Linked DNA regions of Mus musculus: regions 1, 2 and 3 are each linked to region 4. The links are chromatin contacts, called in public Hi-C maps. All regions are on one chromosome and are shown on one strand. The core of a region is the stretch at or near the end of the contact, and the rest is flanking DNA. Distances in the headings are between cores, read along the strand shown.

Region 1 (3,263 bases), core at 174-2,673, 230 kb after region 4:
CTAAGTGGCCAGGGCAGGACCAGTGCAGAACCAGAACAGCTGTGCTTTGGGGCTTGGAGACAGGGCAGGACAGTGTGTGGGTCATGGTGACATGATCTGTGCTTTTTTTTTTTAATGTAATATTTGTTATTTACTCTGATACTTTCATACGTGTGCACAATGTATTTCAATCTTCTCCACACCCCCCACTCCTCTCTTCCAATTCCTCCTGCTTTCCCAACTTCAGCTTCAGCTGTCACTTTTATAACCCATTGAGTTTAATCAGTGGTGCCCAAAAGTGCATGGGTGTGGAGCCATCCACTAGTGAACAGGCAACAACAGTGGCCACATCCCCAAAGAAAAATGACTCTCCCTCTCGCAGCTGCCATCACTGCCTGTAACAACCCTCTAGCTGAGGGTGGGTCCTTCTGAGCCCCTCTCCCATCCTCGCTGGAATTCTGCACTTTTTGTACATCCTCAGCTCCTGCTGTATAACTCAGGCACACTGTAACTAATCACACTTACTCCCATCGATTTTTTTTTTAATCCCCAAGGACAAACTACCTCATCCCTCCTTAATCTAATGACTAAAATTAGGCAAACGCAGCCAGCTGATACACATTAGGCATCGCCCCAGAAAGGAAGACATCAAATAAAATATGACCAAAACCCTTTTTATGTCTCCATTCTCTTAACTGCCCATGCAAATCAGGCAGAGGCCTTCCAAATACAAAAAAGATGTTGGGATCTGTGTATGTGCTCAGAATCCTTCTTTGGGTCAGGTCACCCAGGGAACACCTCTTGGTGCTATCCCCCTTTCTCATGAGCGAGCACTGAGTCTCCTGTGTGCCAGGCAAGCATGGTGGTTAAAACTTTACATTGAAGTTTTCCATTCCACATCATTGCACTGTGAAGATCTAAAGCCATTCATCCTATTTCACACAGGAGGAAACTCATGCTTGCAGAAATGAATGGCAAGCTGCAGGCTACCCAGGAGGAAGTAGATTCAAACCCAGCACTAAGTATGTCCTCTCTGGGGCGACCCACTGAAGCTGGGGACAGCCAGTTTTGTGAAGTCTGACACAAAACGCAATGGTCACCACTTGCAGCCTTGTATTCAGAGGACTAGAGAGGGATGGTCCAGATGCCCAGGTCTGTCCTGCATCTGGATAGGCAGGACCTGAGGTCTGGGCAGGGAAGGCCATAGAGGAGCAATCATGTCCAAACCATGGGAACTGCGCCTGCCTGAAGGAACTTCAGAAATAACATCTCTGTTCCTCCCTCTCAAGGACTCAAATGTGGCACTGAGGAAGATTTCTAAATGTCAAAGCCTCTGTGAAGATTGTCTGCCCGCCTCCTTCGCACACACTTGAGGTCTGCGCTATAATTACAGACACTCTTCCCTGGCCCTCCATATTTGCCTTGTCTGAGCTCATCTGTGCTGGGCTGTAGTCAGTGCAGGAAAAGCATTGCAGGCAGACTCCCAGGGGAACTGTGTTGTCCCAGCAGACTGATGGGGAAGACTGGTAATTGTAGGTGGAAGGCCAAGGCAAGAAGAGAGGCAGCAGCTCTGGGGAGCCTGGTGTGAGGCTAACAGCTCACACCACTCTTCTGGCCTTTCTCCAGTCCGAGAGCTGCATCTTTCAGCTGGGATCTCAGACTTCCCGAGGATCATGGGAACTCTGGGACCCTCCAAAGTCATAGTTCTTTCCCATTTTCTCAAGGCAGAGGCCAGTCAGACACTAGCACCTATTATGTACAAGGCCAGGAAACAGGAGTAGAGAGAGAGGCCGTTCAGGTGCCAAGGTTCTCTCACAGGTCAGGTTTCGGGCTATGAGCCATAACTGCAGACAGCATGGAAATCAGTAAGACCCTGGGTGCATGTCCAGTGCGATTGGGCTGGAATGGACTGATAGGCTCTTGTCAGATTTGAAGAGAGGACCTAAGAGAAGCAACAAACCACTAGCAGATGGCAGCTTGCAGCAAGCACACTGCAGGACACTTTGTTCAAGGCCTCAGAGACAGTCCCTAGAGGTCTTGAAGATGGACACAGCTAAATGATAGGGACAATGGATAATACGCAGGGACAGTGTGAGCAGAGGCAGGCAAGCAGAAAATAGAGGGAATGTGGTTTGCACCACTCAGAGGCAATTAATTTAATTAAGCACTGCCCTCCTGATGTCTTTATGGTGACAGGGCTTGTTACTTAACTCTTCCTGTGTTTTTGCCCAGTGTCTCCAACTAGGTCATCTTGTCAAAACATTTCTTTAAATCTCTGGCTCTCCCTAGAGTCCACATAGTTCTCAGTGTGAGACAAAAACCACTGCAATCATTACCAACATATTGAGGACCACTTTCCCAAGTTGGAAAAGAACACCGACGGTGTGGCTGACATTTCTGAACATCCCTTCGAAAGGCCAGTCACCACCTCAGATGGTGAACGCAGATGAGAAGTAAATGCAGGTGACAAGTGTAGACACCCTGGCCACCTTTGCAATCCAGAGGAGCATTGTCCCGAAAGTATGACATATTTCAGTGGGCATTATAGCCCCAAAGACCAACATAAGAAAATAAATAAAACGTTCCAAGCTCAAAATACAAAGATTTCACTAGGAGGCTCACAAGAGAGGTGGGATGTTTCAGGACTGTTCTCAGAATTGGGAAGAGGTCACCAGTGTCCACCATCCTAGCCACCATTTCCCCAGACTGGAGAAGACTGGAGACAACAGTTCAGCTACACCTGTGTCTCCTCTCCTTCCCCCTGGCACCTGTGGTCTGCCGGGCACTGAACAAATCACAGAGTAGGCACAGGGTTACCAATCAAACATGGTGAAGCAAGAAGCAAGTGGTTAAGGCCAGTGTGTCTTCTTTACAGTCACTCAAGAGCTGTCCAATCAGAGGGTCTCATTCTTGATTCCATATGCTGTCATCATCTTGAAATTTGCCAAATAAGTTTTGATTAGGGGCCCTACACTTCCAATGTACGCTGGACCAAATGAATTATGTGGGCAGTTCTGGATGCGGAAAGAAGACTTTGCCATCTGACTCCCATCCTTCCATTTGACAGAGAGGAGTAAGACTGTTGGGGGTATGGCCACGGCTGACAATGTTTGAGAGAGAGCAAGGTGACTCCATCTCCTGGGTCAATGAATGGTACAGAAATGAGCATGTGACCTAGTTTGGAACAAAGAGACTCAAAGATGGCTTCTTGAAGATACCCTTTGGTTTTTGTTGTTGTTGTTGTTGTTTGGTTGGTTGTTTGGTTGTTTTTTTTTTTTTGTTTG
Region 2 (2,990 bases), core at 436-2,935, 200 kb after region 4:
GCTTTTCCTAGTCTTCTCGTGTCCATCTTATTTGTACCCGAATCCCAGGAGGTGAAATGAACATTTCTGTTACCATGCTTTGGCCTATACCTTTCTATGTAGGCTACCCATAGCAGACTTAAGCGTTGTGTAAGGCCCTTAATTTCAATAAAGCCATTGTGAGCACAGCTACCTTGTGCTGGGCTCTGGACAAGATACTTGGCCATGGAAAATGTGTACTGCAGCTCTTAGGATGAGATGTCTACTGTCCCTTCCTGTGGCATGGCTGCTTCACTGAAGGGCAGTTCACAGTCTGAATGAGGAATGTCTCCCAAAACTATTTTGAACACTTGATCCCCAGCTGGTGGCACTGTCTTGAGAGGCTACGGACCTTTAAGAGTTGGACCCTTGCTAAAGGAAGTGGGTCATTGGGGGTGGGGCTTGAGGGTACATAGCCTGATCCCACTTCCTGCTGCTCACTGTCTGCTTTCTGATTATGTCGAAGATGTAACCATCTGCCCCATGTTTTTGTCGTTATGCCTTCTGTGCCATGATGAACTGTATCCCTTCTTAAATTATGAGCCTGGATCAACCTTTCCTTCCTCAATTGCTATCGTCAGGTATTCTGCCATATCGATGAGAAGAGTAACTAACAAATAGTAAGGTGTCAGATCTTTAGGAGCCACATTCTCTGCAAACGACTCTCATCACCCAAGTGCAGCTCTACCAACACTTTCCAGATGGCGCCCAAAACTGCGTGACTCAGGCTCTGCCAGACCCAGAACCGCAATAATGTTCCACCAAGCAAAGCTCTCTCAAATGGCTCAAACGGCCTCTTGAAGAACAGCGATTAAGCTTGGCAACATTCTCACTTACAAACTAAACTATTGTTACTTTGAGCCAGGGTTTGTTTAGTTTTTGCAACTCACTCAGTTTCTGGGAGAGGTGAAAACATGACCTAATTAACCAAAAGATCCATCACGGCTTCTGAGGTTGTAGGACTGTCCCTCCCAGAGGTGGCTACAGCTCATGTTTGTGACACCACAGGCTCTGGATTTTCTGGTACAATTCCTCTAGGCAAGGGATTGTTCACGGGAAAGAGCTGAATGGGATCATCTCTATCCATCAAACCTCAGGCTGAGATAATTGACGTTCAAGGAGCTGTAATGGCATTCTTCCAAGGCCACCAGCAAGCAATGTCTCCTTGACCATTGTGCTTCTTAGCCTAGCTGCGGCAACTCTATTACTCGCTCTAGTATGCAGAGGTAGAAACAAGCCTCAGTGGCTTATACTACCAGAGGAGCACCATGCTTGCATAGAGACATTACAGTGAACTCACCCCACCCTTTAGGGTGGGCTTAGACTTGGTATAGAAGAGCCAGAAGAACCTAGGGTGCTCTGGGGCTTTTATTTAAATGGAAAGCCTTTCTCCATCCCTCTTTCCCAGGCTCTCTGGCCAGATAGGTGCTTGAAGCATCCTCAAGATTGCAATCTGCAGCTCATCTACTGCCTTTTACACCGTGTTCAGAAGTGAAAGAAGCTGTCAGCTTCGTGTGGATACAGCTAACTGTCAGTGAAGCAAAATTAACTTTTGTCCTACTTGGAGAAAAGACACGGGGTGGGGGCATTTTAGATGACTGTTCCCTTTTGTGGCTGCTCTCCTGGAAAAACTAGACATCCCTACAAATGTGCTCTGACATACGCCCTGTTTGCTTTCTCGGCTGCTCTAGTGACTAATGCAGGCTGGGAAGCTGGCAGGCTGCAGCAAGACAGGATTGGACCAGGTTTTCTCTCAAAAGATAAAGATGTAGATACTCTCTGCCTTGGGGTCACAACAGAAGTATTAACAATCTGCAACTTCCACTGGGTGTCCACTCTGTGATAGGTGTGCGTGTATGAGCATGTATGCATGAGTGAGTGCAAGTGTGTGTGTGTGTGTGTGTGTGTGTGTGTGTGTGTGTGTGTGTGCGCATAGGGCAGGTTAGGTACCCTGTATAAACTTTCTTCCTTGAATTTTATGACAACTCTGTGATACAACCACTTGGGCCTTCATTTTACAAACATAGAAACTAAAGAGGCAAAGCTTGTAGGTGAGGAGCTGAGGTCTTAAAGCTACAGGTCTAATTTCAGAAGCCAGGCTCTTGAGGGCCATTTGTCACTCATGGTTACCTCTTCTGTGAGATGGGCTAATCATGGCATCCGTGCCCACTATAAGAACAATACAGAGATGGGAAGCTAGGTTTCCAAGAGGCTAAGAACCAGAGCCACGCTTACCCTGTGAATAAAGATCACAGGTGGGACCTGAAGGAGGCATCCATCAGCTCAGAACGATCCATTCAAGCCTAGGACCTGCAGCACCACACCTAGAGGCACACATGCTCTTAGAGATCCCAAGTCTTGGATGAATGGTGGCTAGGTCATTTACTACCAGTGGGATCCTGGAAAGTTGTCATGAGCTTTAGATTCTCCATGAACAAAAAAACAACACTGATTCCATAGAATCATTATGAAGGTTCAGAGAGAAGCAGCACTGGGTTTGGCCCAATGCCAGGACCACATTTAAAGTTTGGTGTTTTGTTTTGGTTTTGGTTTTGGTTTTCCGATACAACAGAATATCGAGATTGGAAAGCTACAGCATGAGGGGAAAGACTGAGCTGGAAAGAGTCAAAGTATATTTTCAAAAGTGTCAGAATACCTGTGGTTGGGTGACTCACATCCCTAATGTGACATCATGGGACAGTGAGTGAGTCACTTAAGCTTTGTGGGCCCCAGACAGGGTCTTCATCTGCAAATGGGGTCCTAACCCACTGGAGTTAGGAGATTTTGATGGAAAAATACAAGTGAGGTGTTTAGGGCAAAAGGGGGCACGAGGAAGACTCGGCACTAACAGCAAGTGATGTTGGGAATGACAGACAGTGGGCACTGACATTTTTCTACACTGCATGTTGTATATTTGTTCTACTCAAAATGTTCTAAGAATGATCATGGTGCTATGAGAATAAAGCATCGTC
Region 3 (3,356 bases), core at 636-3,135, 140 kb after region 4:
AATAGAAGCTCTGAGCTTTCTAACTATGAAACAGACACCGTCAAGAATCCCTACCATTCTGACTGCTACAAGGAGCCAGCAGTGACAGTGAGGGTCAGAAGAGACTATATGAACTATAGCATCAAAGAGGGTTATTTTTACATCCTCTCAGGACTTTGAGTAGTGAGGCTTATGCAAACTATGTGTTTGTCTATAATTCAAACATTCAAATGTATTAACTAATTTCATTTATAATCCAGAATATTTGACTTTTATACCCAGACCTGGAAACCTGGTCTGGGTATAAAAGAGTCACAGGCACAAAGGGGCCGAGACTTTATGAAAGAGAGCATTCTGGGATATTTGTTTTGAGGACCAGACTGTGGAGCCAGCTCTTTTGCCACCTCATTTTTAAAAGGAATTTTACTTGGCAATCTCAGTGGTAAGTGAGAAGGCCAAGGGACCAAGAGTAACTAGCTTCTAAAATCACAGTAATGACAGTAGCAAAAGTTGTCACTCATTTAGAAGCTTGTCTGTGCTACTCTTGGCTATTAAGCCTTTTATGTAGCTCTATTTAATCTATTATTTTCATTAAATAATTTTTCCAAGGCAGCACAGAAGGAATTTACATTTCATCCTCTCTCTCCTGTCTAGATTGCTTGCTATTTTCTCTTATAATCTGACTGGTTCAAAAATACATTTGCGCATATATGCTCACATAAACACATGAAGTGGTTTAAAAATAGAAGCCAAATCAAAACAGGGAAGGAAACAGGACAGTGTGGGGGATTAATAAGGCCCAACGAAGGCAAATGACTCTTCTCTTATGGTCTCCAGACACCATTTAACAACGGCTAAAGCATGACCTGCTGAAATTCAGGTAATTAAAAATAATAAAGACAACAGCAGTGATAAATTCTCATGACGGGCCTCAGATCCCGGAACCGCAGAAGGATTATTCCAGCCCATTAGACTACTGTGGCAATTCCCTTGGTTCAGAGAGCTTTCCAACTTGACAGCAAACAACTTGGCAAATCCTACGAAGAGACCTAGGAAAGCATTTCCCATCCTGTGAATGCCTGGCCCCAGCTTTGGGCTGACCCTGCTTCCGAGGAGCCCAGGGTGCCCTCAGGGTGGATCCTGTACACATCCAATGCTTGAGTGCAGCCTGGGAGGGTATCAGTTTTGGTGAAGTGTACTTGTCATTGCAGACCTGTCCTTTCATACACAGAGGGACCGGGGAACCAGCAAAGGGAACCCCATAGTCTCAGGAGAATAAAGACTAAGATGAGCTAATGAGAGGCCTTCTCTTTAAGAATCTGGTCTCCATGCTTCCAGGTGACCTGAGAAGCATAGGGAAGCTCACAGAGTTCCGTGTGACAGGGACAAGGAGCTCCTGGCACCCGGGCTAGACTTGATGAATGCCATTGGCCCTGAGCTCTGATCCTCAACTGAGGGCTGTTACCTGTGCTACAGTAGCCTTCTGCCAAGGAGGCTTTGAGTGGCCTGGGTCTGCCTCCTCCTGGGCCTGTGGGTGACAGGATAGTTCCAAGGATAAAACTCTCTTCTTCCCTCACACCGAGACAGCCTCATGAACATGGGTTATCTCCTGGGAGCTATGTGTAATGCAGGAGGTACCAGCAGGCCTGCGAGGGAGTAGGTGCTTGGGAGGTGGGCTAACTTGGTTTAGATTCTTTCTAGAAGGCATACCAGACAGTCCCCCTTTTCTCTTTCACAGAGCCAAAATTCCTTGCAGAAGCTTAGCTCATTAATGGAGGACGGTGCCCACACGGCCAGGCTGCAAACACAGGCTCCCTACTACCCCAACCCCCAAATGCTCCATGCTTCAGTGACCACACAAGCCACTAGATGCCCTTCAGGACTGGGAAGGCAGCGTAGTCTCACTTTTCACTCCAAAAGATCTGAGTCTGCACTCTCCTGCCCCTCCCCTGGTCCCCCTTCAAGCCTCCTGCCTTTGCCTTCTCTCAGGCTTTAAAAAAAATATGGAGCTATAAACTTCAGAAGGAAGAGAGAGAGAAAAAAAGTAAGCTTGTTAGCTGATGTTTTATAAACGGGAAACCCGTTAGCCGTGGAGCCCAGGGAGGAGGGGGAGGAGGAGGGAGGAAGGAGGCCCCCAAAACATTATTATAAACATGAGACTGTACAAACACGTTTTAGCAGAGAACGAGAAATAATAAAAGAGATCAGTCCCAGATGGCCCTCTTCAGAAAGGAGAACAGGAGGAGGAACACTTCATTTCAAATGGATAACGTAAATCAGAGCTCTAAACGTTACTTCTTTCTCTTTGAAAAAAAATATCCCACAGCCGTGGGCCACTGTCCAGTGTCCTTCTGTCTGGAGAATGCCACATGGACATGCTCAGGTGAAACATCCCACTGTTCTAATAGGAATCTCTCCTACTAGACCCTTCTGCGCAGGGTCTTCACCTCACGTGATTTAAGGAAAGGGAATTAAGGAAGATCCTCATGTCCTGCAGGCTGCCATCTTCCTTCAACAGCTACCGGCACCTCCAAAGCTAAGGTCTGCACCAGTACTCAGTGGCTCACTGAAGGGCTATAAGTAACAGAGACAGGAAATGCCTTTCAGACATTGATCCCGCCTGGCTTCTTACTTTAGGTCTGTTAACATTCTCTCTTTTAAGAGAAAATGGTGCTGTAAATGCAGGCTCTCTGTCACATACTAAGTGGGTTTAGAAGACTAGCCTTCCTCGGAACCTCTCTGCCCCACTGGGGAAGGAGCCTCGGTGCTGGCTGGTAGGAAATAGGAGGTGGTAGCAAGTGTATCCATTGCCCATCGGCTGCAAACGGTAAAGCCCATCCATTTCCAAACCCTGGGTGAAGGAGGCCGAAGCCTGGCTGTCCCCGAATAACGCTACTGATATAAGAGCCACAGTTATGGAGCATTTACTAGGTGTCAGCCACCGAACTAAGTGCTTGATATGGGCTATTTCGTTCAGCCCTCACAGTGGCCCCCTGGGGAAGGTAGCCTGGCTTTATGGAGGAGATGGAGCTAGGACTCAGAGCTCTGTCAGATTTCAAAGCAGGAGTCTTTGAAAGCCATTCCACAGAGCAGGTTGGCCTCTACCTTAGAGGCAGGCTGGCTGAATCTCACCTTCCTCGCAGCTCTCGCCCTTGTAGCCGGGGTTGCAGATGCAGGTGCCCATGATGCAGGTGCCATGACTGCTGCAGGCCACGTCAATACACTGGTTGGTAGGCACGTCACATTCGGCACCCTTCCAGCCACTGTGGCACAGGCACCTGCCCTTCATGTACTGGCCGTTCCCACTGCACAGCACGGGACAGGATGCTGAAGAGACAGTACCAAAAGCCTGGGTGAGTCGCTTCCCAGCACCCTGT
Region 4 (2,919 bases), core at 332-2,831:
GAAAGGGGAGGTTCTGCTGACTCGGGGCATCTGAAGTGTCACACACATTAAACAATTTATTATGTACACAGCATTGAGGGTAGCATAGTTACCAGCAGTTCTCAAAGCAGTAATACCTGGGAACCGATTAGAACTGCATGTTCTGGGGCTACCCTCCAGGCCTGCTTATTTGGGAATTCAGGGGGAGGGGGAGGTGCTATACGTTCATAAACTGCAAGTCAAAGCTTGAGAAACATTATAGAGTACAGAGTGCTAAGCTTTGGACAGCAGTTAAGGGTCTGGGTTGGCTGGGCTGGGCAGAGGGGGCATGGTGTTCTGAGCAGTGAGCTACTTTACATACATCCTTCTTTAAGTGACACAAGAAGAAATCGACCAGGAGGTCTGTGTCACCATGCCCTCATGGAGAGGCACGATCTGGCGTGCAGAGTACCTCAGTGACCAAAGGTCAGGTCGTAGCACCGGAACCCCTGTCCATGCTGAGGTGGCTCACAGTGGAGGGCTGCGCTGCTGATGCTGCCTGTCACTTCTGCCGTGATGTCTCCATCCAGCCTGCATGGAAGGAAGGGGCCTATTATAGCTTGACCCTCCTTTCCCTAGAGCTTAGCATGGGCCAACCTGGGGTCAATGAGAGTGGGATGGCATTCCTGACTTAGAAGGACGGTTGTTTGAATTTTCATAAAGTTTGCCACATACACCCGGGAGCTGGGCTCAGTAAATAATCTCTTCAAGACTACCAGCATTCACCCCTGACACTGAGGTCTCATAGCTTAAGTGTGCGATTAAAAGAGAGAGGTTCCCACGCACTGTGATTAGAACTACGCTAGATTGGAAAGAAAAGAACACAGCAGGAAAACACCTACACTACTCAAGGAGTTTTTCTCCTCTCTCCCTAAGTTGTACTATGTGGTTATTATCACGTCTCAGTTGAACACGCGCCTGTTAATTTGTAAGGTGCAGTAACTCTGTGGCAGGTCCTGCGTTTGGTGGTGGATGGGGCCAGGTGTTCCTGCCCCTTGGAATCTGTCTTTGAAGCCAGTGAGCATAAGAACCAGGCTAGGACACAGCTTAAGGCAGTTTGGCACTAGCTAAGGTGAGAGCTGCCTCTGTGTGTACCTCATCTTTTAGTAAGTGAGGCCTCTGGTCTTCTGTGATCCTCCAGACACCGCTGTTCATGACAGGTAGGACCTGCAAGGGACTCTGGGACTAAGATGGGGGTCTTCCTCCAGCCCTCCTGGTAACTGCCACTGTCTCCCAACAAAGGCCACTGCACACCTTTAAACACAAAATAGTCTTTTATTTGTCAACGAAGGCTACACGGGATCACTTCTGGTTTTGTTTTTATGCTTTCCCCCCTTTTTTCTAGAAGGTATCTACATCTGCATTTATTTACAGCCTTGTTGGTATTTACACAGTCAAGAATACAGTGTTAGAAACACAAAAGTGTTGAGAAAAAAACTTCTCAAAATTAGTTCCAGACTTCAGGAAAACTATTTCCACATGGTAAGGCCAGAGTCTCCAGTGTTGGTCATCCAGAGGCAGCTCATTATCGTCCTTTGCCAGAGCTGCGGGTTCAGAAGTCCTCAGAATGACGGGCACATTTAGAACAGTGGGGTTCTGGTGATGAGTGGATTAGAGCTGCTGGGAACCACCAGACATCTGTGGGTCAGCTTCTGCGGGGACAGCCGAGCCTGCCCACGGGCAGTCAGCCCTGAACCATCAGCCCTTAGAATCAATCACATTTTTCTTAGGGACTAGGAAGTAGCCCAGTCTCACGCCTTTGGCATTCCCCAGAGGGTAAGAAGTACAACACAGGGCCCCACCGAGGCCTCTGAAACACAACACAGGGTTCCCACCCCATGCTTCCCCACCTTTGATCTTCCACAACACCGTGAAACCGCATAGCCCGCCACTGTTCCGGGCAGTCAAGTACACAAGGCTGGTTTTTGAGAATGATGGGTTGGAGAGGATAAAGTTTCAGTCACCTGAGCAATGAGTCTTTAAAATGAGTTTGCTGTTTTGGGAAGGCTAAATAAAAAGGTCTTGAACCACAGAGTTCATTTTTTACTTCCGTCCCCTCTCACAAAATATAGACAATGGTTTTGACCTAGCTGGGGACGGTGTGCCTCTCGTGGAGGGCTTTTAGTCCTGATGAAGATCCCGGGAGAGAGGAGAGACTGGGACCCCATGGGAGGTGAATCCTCCTACCCCAGAATCGGCATAACCTGGGCTAAGCAGTTGATGTGAGGGATGAAGGACACACTCATCTTTGTGTAATGGGTGATTTAACCCCAAAGCCCAGCCCTCTGCTGGAAGCCAGCCAGCTCATCTCCCCGGGTACAAAGCCCAATGTCACTGCTCTCACCACATCACATGGCCAGCAGAAACACAAGGACTGCAAATGGCAAAGATGTGTTCTAAGATGTCACACTGAAAACCTTCTCTATAAAGGCAGTCACTTAAGTCACAGTTGTAAGGCCCTTTCTTCTTCTTCCCTTGCCTCAAGCCTATAAAGCCAGTTTACTCAGCTTACTCGGCTCTTCTTCATCATCTGCCCCCCTCCCCATGCAATCCCTCTTATTTTCAGGCACTTGTCCAGCCTCAGCAGTCTCCCTTTAGCTTCCTAGGGTTTCTTTCAAGCCCAGCATCCTTCAGTAGAGTCAGGCACTGGTGTGGACCTTGGGCTAGTTTTCCACCAGTGGCTCTGAGCCAAGTGTTAAAGGCTAAAGTGTGGTTTACTATGGAGTCAATATCACCACAATACCATCTAGTGATGCCTGCCTGGGAGATGACCATAAAGGGGGTCTCAGGGTATAAAAGACGAGGTCAGAAACTAATAAAGTCTTGTTTAAGGTCTTGGAGGAGGGGCTGAGGCTGGGGGACTAATTGGCAGTTGTGGAGGGTGGAGAAGGTGGGAACTAT

The links. Hi-C and Micro-C count contacts between places; a contact is called where the count stands out from the background.
Region 1: a Hi-C map of the N1E-115 cell line shows a contact between it and region 4, with 10 times the contacts expected there. The contact joins two enhancer-like sites. A contact is called at or near these places in 18 of 484 Hi-C or Micro-C datasets (B cells, the G1E-ER4 cell line, the N1E-115 cell line and 8 more), 3 of 115 datasets of contacts at active chromatin or transcription factors (astrocytes, embryonic stem cells and fibro-adipogenic progenitors) and 1 of 9 other capture datasets (embryonic stem cells).
Region 2: a Hi-C map of the N1E-115 cell line shows a contact between it and region 4, with 3 times the contacts expected there. The contact joins two enhancer-like sites. A contact is called at or near these places in 1 of 39 promoter capture datasets (hippocampal neurons), 7 of 484 Hi-C or Micro-C datasets (the N1E-115 cell line, Th1 cells, cerebral cortex and 4 more), 5 of 115 datasets of contacts at active chromatin or transcription factors (the 3134 cell line, CD8 T cells, astrocytes and 2 more) and 1 of 9 other capture datasets (embryonic stem cells).
Region 3: a contact with region 4 is called in a Hi-C map of the N1E-115 cell line, with 13 times the contacts expected there. The contact joins two enhancer-like sites. A contact is called at or near these places in 22 of 39 promoter capture datasets (the 3T3-L1 cell line, the C10 cell line, the HPC-7 cell line and 13 more), 8 of 15 datasets of contacts at CTCF or cohesin (the G1E-ER4 cell line, embryonic stem cells, large pre-B cells and 3 more), 262 of 484 Hi-C or Micro-C datasets (the 4T1 cell line, 8-cell embryo, the AML12 cell line and 124 more), 32 of 115 datasets of contacts at active chromatin or transcription factors (CD8 T cells, PVALB interneurons, Th17 cells and 17 more) and 4 of 9 other capture datasets (adipose tissue, embryonic stem cells, liver and 1 more).

What each region holds. Positions count from the first base shown.
Region 1 is chr7:96,678,756-96,682,018 of GRCm38.p6, reverse strand. All of the region lies in intron 7 of Tenm4 (teneurin transmembrane protein 4), which reads right to left. Among named protein-coding and RNA genes, the nearest start is that of Gm15413, 120 kb to the left of the region's middle. Within about 2 kb of position 1,423, at least 18 of the 459 cell types and tissues checked have an H3K27ac peak or open chromatin away from gene starts, as enhancers often do. A contact at or near this core is called in the N1E-115 cell line, where this site is marked.
Region 2 is chr7:96,706,921-96,709,910 of GRCm38.p6, reverse strand. All of the region lies in intron 10 of Tenm4 (teneurin transmembrane protein 4), which reads right to left. Among named protein-coding and RNA genes, the nearest start is that of Gm15413, 93 kb to the left of the region's middle. Within about 2 kb of position 1,685, at least 26 of the 459 cell types and tissues checked have an H3K27ac peak or open chromatin away from gene starts, as enhancers often do. A contact at or near this core is called in the N1E-115 cell line, where this site is marked.
Region 3 is chr7:96,773,925-96,777,280 of GRCm38.p6, reverse strand. It overlaps Tenm4 (teneurin transmembrane protein 4), which reads right to left. Exons shown (of 33, transcript NM_001310762.1): 15 at 3,112-3,306. Among named protein-coding and RNA genes, the nearest start is that of Gm15413, 26 kb to the left of the region's middle. Within about 2 kb of position 1,885, at least 23 of the 459 cell types and tissues checked have an H3K27ac peak or open chromatin away from gene starts, as enhancers often do. A contact at or near this core is called in the N1E-115 cell line and embryonic limb bud, where this site is marked.
Region 4 is chr7:96,909,448-96,912,366 of GRCm38.p6, reverse strand. Tenm4 (teneurin transmembrane protein 4) reads right to left here. Exons shown (of 33, transcript NM_001310762.1): 33 at 1,274-2,919. Among named protein-coding and RNA genes, the nearest start is that of Gm22226, 9.2 kb to the left of the region's middle. Within about 2 kb of position 1,581, at least 14 of the 459 cell types and tissues checked have an H3K27ac peak or open chromatin away from gene starts, as enhancers often do. A contact at or near this core is called in the N1E-115 cell line and embryonic limb bud, where this site is marked.